Linked DNA regions of Mus musculus: region 2 is linked to region 1. The links are chromatin contacts, called in public HiChIP or PLAC-seq maps. All regions are on one chromosome and are shown on one strand. The core of a region is the stretch at or near the end of the contact, and the rest is flanking DNA. Distances in the headings are between cores, read along the strand shown.

Region 1 (5,176 bases), core at 851-3,350:
TTGGTGGGATTGCAAGCTTGTACAACCACTCTGGAAGTCAGTCTGGCGGTTCCTCAGAAAACTGGACATAGTACTACCGGAAGATCCAGCAATACCTCTTCTGGGCATATATCCAGAAGATGCCCCAACCAGTAAGAAGGACACATGCTCCACTATGCTCATAGCAGCCTTATTTATAATAGCCAGAAGCTGGAAAGAACCTAGATGCCCCTCAACAGAGGAATGAATACAGAAAATGTGGTACATTTACACAATGGAGTACTACTCAGCTATTAAAAAGAATGAATTTATGAAATTCCTAGGCAAATGGATGGACCTGGAGGGCATCATCCTGAGTGAGGTAACCCAATCACAAAGGAACTCTCACAATATGTACTCACTGATAAGTGGATATTAGCCCAGAAACTTAGGATACCCAAGATATAAGATATAATTTGCTAAACACATTAAACTCAAGAGAACGAAGACCAAAGTGTGGACACTTTGCCCCTTCTTAGAATAGGAAACAAAACACCCATGGAAGGAGTTGCAGAGACAAAATTTGGAAGTATGACGAAAGGATGGACCATCTAGTGATTGCCATATCCAGAGATCCATCTCATGATCAGCTTCCAAACGCTGACACCATTGCATACACTAGCAAGATTTTGCTGAAAGGACCCAGATATAGCTGTCTCTTGTGAGACTATGCCAGGGCCTAGCAAACACAGAAGTGGATGCTCACAGTCAGCTATTGAATGGACCACAGGGCCCCCAATGGAGGAATTAGAGAAAGCACCCAAGGAACTAAAGGGAACTGCAACCCTATAGGTGGAACAACAATATGAACTAAGCAGTACCCCGGAGCTCTTGTCTCTAGCTGCATATGTATCAAAAGATGGCCTAGTCGGCCATCACTGCAAAGAGAGGCCCATTGGACTTGCAAACTTTATATGCCCCAGTACAGGGGAACGCCAGGGCCAAAAAGGGGGAGTGGGTGGGTAGGGGATTGGGGGGTGGGGTGGGTATGGGGAACTTTTGGTTTAGCATTGGAAATGTAAATGAGCTAAATACCTAATAAAAAATGGAAAAAAATTATTTATTTTGGGCTGGAGAGATGGCTCAGGGGTTAAGAGTACTGACTGCTCTTCTAAAGGTCCTGAGTTCAATTCCCGGCAACCACATGGTGGCTCACAACCATCCGTAACAAGATCTGGCGCCCTCTTCTGGAGTGTCTGAAGACAGCTACAGTGTAGTTACATATAATAAATAAATAAATCTTTTAAAAAATTATTTATTTTATGTATATAAGTATACTGTAGCTGCCTTCAGACACACCAGAAGAGGGCCTCGGATCCCATTACACATGGTTGTGAGCCACCATGTGGTTGCCGGGAATTGAACTCAGGATCAATGGAAGAGCAATCAGTGCTCTTAAATGCTGAGCCATCTCCCCAGCCCCTTCCAAGTGCGTCTTTAACTCCCCAACCCACATCTGCAGAAAAGTCTACCCTTTTGCACCTCGCGACTTTTTGGGAGGGGGTGCAGGGACGGGATGTTCAAACCTGGAGACTCCTGATGGGGTTCGGGAAGGACTCAATGAAATTAGGAAAGTATAATTCTTAGTTTTTAAATCCTAAAATGTGGGAGACAGAGGCAGAGTGGCAGAAGGATTGCTGGGAGTTCGAGGCTAGTTCGGTCTCAAAAGCAGGCATGGTGGTGAGTGTTTTTATTCCAGCACTCCAAAAGCAGAAGCAGGTGAATTTGAGGCCAGTCTGGTTTACATAAGCGAGAAAACTACAAAAAGAGATCCAATCTAAAAACAGCAAAGCAGGCGTCGAGATTGAAGTTCAAGTATGTGATGGGATAGCTAGTAGTATAGAGAGAGACACTTGTTCTGAAAACTGTCACTCCTTCCTCTCAATGCCAAAGTTAGATTTAGCAAGCGCCTGCGCTGCCCATCCCCAAAGGTCCTCATACCCACCCGGTCTCTGAGCTCAGGGCTCGGCTCAGGATCGCCCCGCCCACACTCCTAGCCCACGCCCCCTATGCTTCAGTGCGGGGCCGGGGGTTCCGGCCTTCACGACAGTGCGGGCGCTTTCCGGCCGTCCGCGCGAGTGCTTACGTGTCGAGGAGGCGGGGCCTAAGACAGCAAGTCTAAGTCTGGAGGTTCCACTGGGTCCGACCTGGCTGCAGAGAGGCTCACCTGTCCCTGCAGTCATGGCTGTGCACCGCGGCTCCGCACTGGTTGCTCCCGCCTCAGGTAGGCTGAGGGTTGGCGAGAGGCACGGTGGTCTTAGTGGGGAAGTGGCTTATTGAGAGAGATGGCGGTCTGTGTTGGAAGATCGTAGGAGAATCTTGGATGACCTGAGACTCAGAAGGTTGCAGGAGCTGGATCAGTGGAAGAACCCAGTGGGTGGAGGTCCTAGACTGTAGGGACTGCGGTTTTCCCACGCACTTTTTGACCCCAGGTCTTGGTTTGTAGATAAAGTACAGAAAAACAAGTCTGCACAGACATCAGGACTGAAACAGGGCAGCCGAATGGAGAAAATTTTAGGGTTTGAATGGACAGATTTATCTAGCTGGCAGAGTGTCGTGACCCTGCTTAACAAACCAACGGACCCTGCAAACCTGGCTGTCTTTCGTTTTCTCTTTGGTAAGTCCATTTTCTGGATGGGGACATTTTGGTTGAGGTGGTGGTGGTAGTGGTGGGAAAATGTCATCTTATTTCTTTTTAAGATTTATCATTATTTTGTTTATGTGTATGTATGTATGTGTTAGTTTGCTTTCTATTACTCTGATAAAAACACCATGATGAAAAGCAACCTGGAAAAGCATGAGTTCATTTCAGCTTACAGTTGTAGTCCATCTCGGAGAGAAGTCAGGGCAGGAATCTGGAGACCAGAACTGAAGAAGAGGCCATGGAGGAACCTTGTAGATGCTGGCTGGCTCCTCGTGGTTTGTTCAACCTGCTTTCTTCTACCAGTAGGGATCACCTGCCCAGGGTGGCACCATCCACAGTAGGCTGTGCCCTCTCACATAAATGCTTACGGGCCAATTTCTTCGAGGTATTTCCTTAGTTGAGGTCCTCTAGCTTGTTTTTAGGTGACGAAGATTAACCAGGGCAGTGTCTGTGTGATTGTAGGCCAGGCGTGTGCTTGCTTGTAGAAGCCAGAAGAGGGAGTTGGACCCCTTGGAGCTGGAGTTAAAGGTAGTTGCTGCCTGATATGGGTGATGGGGACTGAACTCTGTTCCTTTGGAAGATCAGTTGCAGGCTGGAGAGATGGCTCAGAGGTTAAGAGAGCATTGACTGCTCTTCCAGAAGTCTTGAGTTCAATTCCCAGCAACCACATGGTGGCTCACAACCATCTGTAATGGGATCCGATGCCCTCTTGGTGTGTCTGAAGGTAACTACGGTGTACTCATATATATAAGATAAATAAATCTTTTTTAAAAAGAAAAATAAAAAGAAGATTATTTGCATTCTCATAACTGCTGAGCCATTCTCTCCAGCCTAGTTGCCCATCTCTTCTCCTTAGAGCTGAAGGTATTGGAATAATGGAAGAATTCTTTGGAAGTTTGGAATTATCTGGCCTTGTCATCTGCAGTTAGGGTTTAGTGTTTAGAAATGCTTTGGACACATGGAGTAGAGGAACAGCTGCATGCCTGTGTGCATGCAAGAGCATGCTTGCATGTGGTGAGTTTAGGCCAGAGGTCGGTGTCAGCTGTCTTCCTCAGCCACTGTCCATCGTAGTTTTTGAGGTGGGGTTTCTCTCTCCTGAACCTAGAGCTCACCAGTTGAGGTAGACTGGCTGGCCAGCAAGCCCCAGGGGTCAGCCTGTTTCTCAGCCACTGAGATCGGTAGCTACCATGCCAGGCAGGCTTTGGACATGAGTGCTAGTGACCTGAACTCAGCCTCTCACGCTTGCAACAAGGACTTTGATTTTTTTTACCAATGGAGTAATCTCCCCGGCTCTTTTTGGCTTTTGAAATAGTCTCATTACATAGACCAGGTTTGTCTGGCCTCTTAAGTGCTCCTCTTGTTTCTCAAGTGCTGGGATTACAAACACCATGACACCTGACAGGAGAGACATTTTGTTCATGTCGTGAAGCTACTCAGAAGTTACACTAAGCAATTCAGAGAAATAGCCAGGGTGACAACTCACAGGGTTACAGATGTGCCAAGATGTGCCTTTAAGTCCAGCAGTTTCTAGCTGGGGGCCATTTTGCAACCTGGAGACCTTTTTAGTTGTCAGAACTTTCAGAGAAGAGAGATAGGTGGTTGCTGGGATTTGTGCTGGTACCAGGATACACTTGATGTCTTGTAACAAACGGGTAAATATCCCTATAGATAATTAACCAGACTGGCTACTGCAGCTTCTCCCGGGATTGAGAAACCCTGCCTGAACCTAAGTGGCTTTCCAGACCTGAGTGTCCCTTATTTGTCTTGGTGTGTTGAGCAAATACCACTACCTTCCTGGGTATGTCAGGAGGTTAAAAAAAAAAATGTTAGAAAGGCCCCCTGGGGCACTTTTCACAGCTCGGTAGGGTGTATCTTTATAGATGTAACTACTCAAACCCTACCTTTCTATAGTGTTTTGTATTTAGGTCTTATTTAATCCTACCAGCAACCCTGTGAGATTTTGTTATTTTTGTCTTGTTTTGTTGTTTGTTTTGATTTTTTGAGACAGGGTATCACTGTCCTGGATATATAGTCCTGGGTGGCCCTGCAACTCACTATGTAGACCAGGTTGACCTAGAACTCACAGAGAGAGATCTGCTTGTTTCTGTCTCCCCAGTGCCAGATTGAAGGTGTATTAGGAACCCTGGCTTTTGAAGTTTTTTAAAAAAGATTTATTCATTAGTGTTATAGATATATAAATATACAGGTGTGTGTGTGATTATATGCACACATGTGTGATTATATGCACACATGGGGGATTATATGCACACATGTGTGATTATATGTGCACGTGTGTGTGATTATATGCATACACAGGTGAATGGGTGGAAGTCTAAGCATGAGCACAGATGCCAGCAGATGATCTCTGCCCCACCCCACTAGTTTCTTTGAGACAGAATCTCTCTCTGAGCCCCTGGGGCTTGCAGTTTCTCAGCAAGCAGGAAGCCAGTAAGCAGCAAGCCTCTTGTTTCTACCCATTCATTGCTGGCATCAAAGATGTGCATAGAATTCCCA
Region 2 (5,176 bases), core at 1,100-3,599, 430 kb after region 1:
ACTATAGTACCAAGAACTGTCAGGAGGGGAAAATGGAAGGCCGAGAAGGCATAAGTTATCCCAAACTATATTTAGAGGCCACAGAAGTAGTATTTGTTACAAAATCAGAGGTGGTGGCTCACAACTCTTAATTCCAGTAGTGAGCAGAGAGAGGCAGGCAGATCTTCGAGTTCCAGGCCAGCCTGGTCTACAGAGCTAATTCCAAGACAGCCTGGGCTACACAGGTAAACCCTCTCAAAACCAAACAGAATAAAACAAAACAAAAAACCCACCACTTTGTAGCTGTGTGGACCTGTAATCCCAGCACTCAGGAAGAAGATGGGATTAAGTCCTCTACTGCTTAGTGAGCTGGAAGGATAGCCCGGCTCCATTTAACCCCATCTCTAAGCAAAACAGACTGTATACACACACTGCACAACGACACCACACACACTCTGATGCCTATGTATTTTTTAATTTCTACAATCATGAAATTAAGCTCCTTCTAGAATACCTTGAGCAGAATTATTTCCAAACAGGAAGTAAAGGCTAGAGCTGTAGAAGACCACATATACACCATGGACACTCCACATCAGGAGCGGGCTCTTCCCTGAAGACTCAATGGAACTCACTAAGTACATCCAATGATGTGATGTTGATTCAGAAACTAAAGAAAAAGGACACAAGAATTCGAAGGGCTTAAATATATTTTATATTGATAATCTGTGTCTTTCTACCCTAAAATAATACATTATTATAGGTTACATACAGGATGAGGTGAGGTATTTGTAAAATATCTGATAAAAATAATTAATATACAATTTTCTACATGAGATGGAATCTTATGAACCACTAGGCCTTCTGAAGGGTTAACTTCATTTTCTAAATTAAACTGCCCTGAAAGACTTCCATCTGTTCCCTAAAACCATGTTGAAAATGGAGGATCTTATGTTTTCCCAGAATTTGTGCAGAAGAGGGAAAGTACACAATTGGCAGTTATTCTTTCTCACATCCAAGGTTATACATCCACACAAAACCAGTAACTCTGTGTTTAGCACAAAAAGCAAAAAAAAAAAAAAAAAAAAAAAAAAAAAAACTGCATTAGAGATGTTAAAAAAAAAAAAAAATCCTCTGAATGATGGTCAGGTTAATTCAACACCAAAGAAATTCGAGTGGCCAACAGTCTTGAAAATGCTTTATTGAAATGTGTGAGTTATGGTGCAGATGTGTCTGAAATGACCACAGCTGGAAAACGAACTTCTGAAACTTCTCAACAACCAATTAAAAAAAGAAAACCCCACCGGCCTTGACCTCTGGTGTACCAGGAGCCCAGCGAGGGCGGTTCCTTCAGAAGATTTCCATCAAAGACTAAAGAAAACAGCTACTGTATCTGGAAGCTGGTGGAGTCTCAAGTTTCCGAGGAGAAGCGACAGTTTTTTTAGACATGGAGGGTGACTTCTTTTTTTGGTAGATTTGGATGACCATGGACTTCACAGTTCTTGACAGCACCCAGGGGTGTTCAAGTCTGTATGCTTGTCATGAAAAACAGAGGGGAGGACAAGATGGCGGGAGAGAGAACCAACAGAGGACGGACGGCTCACAGGGAAGAGGGCCGGAGCCAGACATGATTAGATTAAGTCTCATAGAAATTGATCAGAAGCTGCGCATCTTTTTTAAAAGTTCTAAATTTACATTTCAAAAACTGCCCCACCCCCGCAGAGCCTCTGCCCCTCCCTGGAGCCAGTGTGAAACCTGGAGACAAACAGAAAGCACCCATCCTCCACACCCTAACTACCAAGGCAGCTCTACTTTTTTCTTTTTTCAACACACAGGATTGATAACATAGGCATATGGGTGGCATGAATCAATTAAAAAACTTTACTTTTTATGCCAGGAGGGGAAAAACAATAAATACAAGGTGCTAAAATAAGCATTAAGAATTTGGTTGGTAAGGTGTGGGAAGGCTCCCCTGATACTGATCTGTCTCAGCAAACCACACACACACATAAACGGCACAAAGTATGATTGAGGTGGTGAGATTTTAAAAAACAAGACAACATAATTCAGGTTAACTGCACTGAACAGTGAATAAATGAAATCCATCTACACCTGAATGAACATGTTTAACAATCAAAAAATTTTAAACAACCACAAAAAGTAAAAACTTCCAACAAACACAAACAGGATTTGTCTAAAGGGCACACAGTCGCCCTGCAGAGGACCCCGCCTTTACTGGTGTGTCTTCTGGTGAGACAAGAGACAGAGACAGGCTGGACTGGTTAACAGGGCGACAGGACAGTCATACAGTGGAGCGCTGTAGCTGGCTAGGCCCCCTGGGTTCCACTGCAGAGCTGGCTTTGTGCGTAGGAGGCACATGGATAAGGGTGAGTCAGGCAGACATTATTCAAAAGCTACTCTGCCAGTAACCATTGGATAACGCTGGGAAAGCTTTGGGCTTTGTATTTTATTTTTATTTTTAAATTTTATTTTTTTAAGTTTTACTCCTTGTATTTAATTTTTAAATAACAAGGCCACTGAAACTCATGCACGCTGCAAAAAACCTCATGCAGTAGTTAGGTAAACCATCCAAGCAGTTTTTATTCATTAATATTCATAAATACACACAGCAGCTTCATTAGAGATTTCAATTTTCCTCTTCAGTTTGAATGTGGAGTATTAGGAGAGCCTTTTGCATGTCAAGGTACAGGAAGCAGAGATCACCCTGCACTGCTACCTACATTTACCTGCTAGAAGTAAAAATTAGTTAAGTGGAAATGATTATCATATATATTTCTCTCTTCCTTTTGAATGTACACAATGTAACAAGAGTGACAGACCTGAAATTACAATCACCACACAAACCCAGGATAGCTGTTGTCCACTTTCATTGGCAAATACAGCACAGAGGACATTGTCTTCGAGTGGGGAGGTCATCAAAGAGGAGGTGGTGGAGGCTCATTTCCTTTATTACTCTCTTTTAAATTTAGGTTTTCTAAAGCAACATCTAAAGGCATAATATCTACACAGCCCATAGCACCAAAATCTGCCATCTCCCCCCGATCATCCTCATCTGAGGACGAGCTCTCTTCGCGCACTAACGTGGAAAGAAGGAGCTCCTGGACAAACAGGCTGCGGTCCGCACGCTCGCTCTCCATGGACTGGCGCTCTGCTTCAGACATTTTGGGATCATTCAACCTGTACAGGTAAAAAAGGAAAGACTGTATTGGTAAAAAGTCCATGAATAATGAACGGCGAGGCCAAGTTCTATAGTCTGCTTGGGACGCTTTGTTTGGTGACCTCAACACGTGAGTTATGTTCGGATAAATCTCCACACTGTGTTTCAAACCTGAGTTCAGTGGATTCGGTGAGGCTGAAAACAAAACAAAACAAATAAACAACCAAAACAAACGAGCAAACACAGAAACTAAACCATAGAGGCAGCCAGACTAGCTTTGGAGAAAATCCTGGTGGAAATTCCTCTGAAAAAACAAAACACAAAACAAAGCAAGCAAGCGACTGCTGCCTGCTGGAGGCTTGGGATCAGCAGAGCGGGCACTGATTCGAGTGCAGCTCTAAACCACTAAGGACCTTTCTCTTTCCCGCTGTACTCTTCCTGAATACAGGTATGCACAAAGACTCAAGAAAGCATTTTCTTTTACTCTTCCCCATTTCTTTTGGGGGGGCCAGGGTCTTCTTGGGTGGCCTGCAACTTGCTAGGTAGATCAGGAAACCTGACCTACAACTCTTAGATCCAGCCACCTCTGTGTCCGGTGCTGGGATTAAAGGCTCATACCACCATGCTGGCTTGCTTTCTCGTTTGAAATGCGTATGTACCATCATAGTAAATGTAAGGCGTCCGGTCGAGTTCCTCCCACCTTCATGTGAGGCCTGGGGTTGACATCAGACTGCTGGGTTGATTATGTCACCTCATCAGACCACCATGCCATTCTCCTACCAAGTTCCAAGAGGATGGCAAGACATGTCAGTGGCATGACAGTCACTGGCTGACCATGGAACATGGACAGATATTAAAAGTTGAAAATGAGCCTGGTGTGGTGGCACACGCCTTTAATCCCAGCACTTGGGAGGCAGAGGCAGGCGGATTTCTGAGTTCGAGGCCAGCCTGGTCTACAAAGTGAGTTCCAGGACAGCCAAGGCTACACAGAGAAACCCTGTCTTGAAAAACAAACAAACAAACAAAAAAAAATGTTGAAAATACTGCCAGGTATTTTCAGGTGTGCATGCCTTTAATCCCAGGACTTTGAAGCCAGGAAAAAAGCTGAAAATCCTACTTACTACTAGCTATGCTGTGACCAACAACCAGGCCTGACTCTGTGTTCTGTGTGCATCTTTCTGGCCCCAGCAGTTGGAATTTACCATTTTAAAGAAAGAGGAAACTCAAGCAGAGATCAGCTAACTTGCTCAAAGTCTCAGTTAAAAACTACCAGAGTGATGAGCTCTGCGGCTCAGATAAGAGAAGAGCTACAGAACTTAAAAGGGGCCAAAGTTAGTTCACCAAACACCACTACAGCCACACTGAAATGGCCCCTAGGACCCATGGTCAAGAGCATTTTAAGAATGTCACAGGAGAATACTAGCAGATTGGAGGCTGAGTAATAGCTACACATTCCCAACAATTACTGAGGTTTTCAGCTCTGGAAGAGGGCTTTGGTCAATGTTGGGAGAGAAGTCAAATCTATAACAGAGATACAGGGTGGATAGAAGATTAATCACATAGTATCAGATGAACTAGAGACATACAAGAAGAGGCATCCCCTGCTGGGAAATATTGGAAGTCAGTATTATTCTAATTTTAAGGGAAAGAGCTAAGAAAGTGCCTATGTCTTGAGGTGCAGATAAAATGTGGCACTAGGATTCAATATTTTGATGAGTCAGAAAAGAGCTGCTAAGCTAAAGATCTTCAAACTAAGGTTAGCCAAACTAGCTGGTCCACTCTCTGACTTAGGCACTTAACATGCCAACCATTTTTGACCTCCCTGGAAAAAACAGTGTCCTTATAGTCAGCTCCAGGATAATATGAACACTTCACACAGAGCAGGAAATAAATGCCCCTGTTGATGCTGCAGTTGCTTTTCTTTTTTGGTTTTTCGAGACAGGGTTTCTCTGTATAGCCCTGGCTGTCCTGGAACTCACTCTGTAGACCAGGCTGGCCTTCAACTCAGAAATCTGCTTGCCT

What was found. HiChIP or PLAC-seq counts read pairs in DNA pulled down with a chosen protein or histone mark.
Region 2: a contact with region 1 is called in an H3K27ac HiChIP or PLAC-seq map of embryonic stem cells, with 6 times the contacts expected there. The contact joins the enhancer-like site here to the promoter of Ggcx in region 1. A contact is called at or near these places in 1 of 39 promoter capture datasets (neural stem cells), 3 of 15 datasets of contacts at CTCF or cohesin (embryonic stem cells and stem cell-derived epiblast-like cells), 61 of 484 Hi-C or Micro-C datasets (B cells, the C2C12 cell line, the CH12 cell line and 21 more), 5 of 115 datasets of contacts at active chromatin or transcription factors (embryonic limb bud, embryonic stem cells and stem cell-derived neural progenitor cells) and 2 of 9 other capture datasets (embryonic stem cells and pancreatic islet).

Annotation. Positions count from the first base shown.
Region 1 is chr6:72,412,208-72,417,383 of GRCm38.p6, forward strand. Ggcx (gamma-glutamyl carboxylase) reads left to right here and starts at 2,101. Exons shown (of 15, transcript NM_019802.5): 1 at 2,101-2,242; 2 at 2,465-2,635. The coding sequence starts at 2,200.
Region 2 is chr6:72,839,957-72,845,132 of GRCm38.p6, forward strand. It overlaps Kcmf1 (potassium channel modulatory factor 1), which reads right to left. Exons shown (of 7, transcript NM_019715.2): 7 at 1,158-3,174. The coding sequence ends at 2,913. Among named protein-coding and RNA genes, the nearest start is that of Tcf7l1, 54 kb to the left of the region's middle. Within about 2 kb of position 2,350, at least 13 of the 459 cell types and tissues checked have an H3K27ac peak or open chromatin away from gene starts, as enhancers often do. A contact at or near this core is called in embryonic stem cells, granulosa cells and induced pluripotent stem cells, where this site is marked.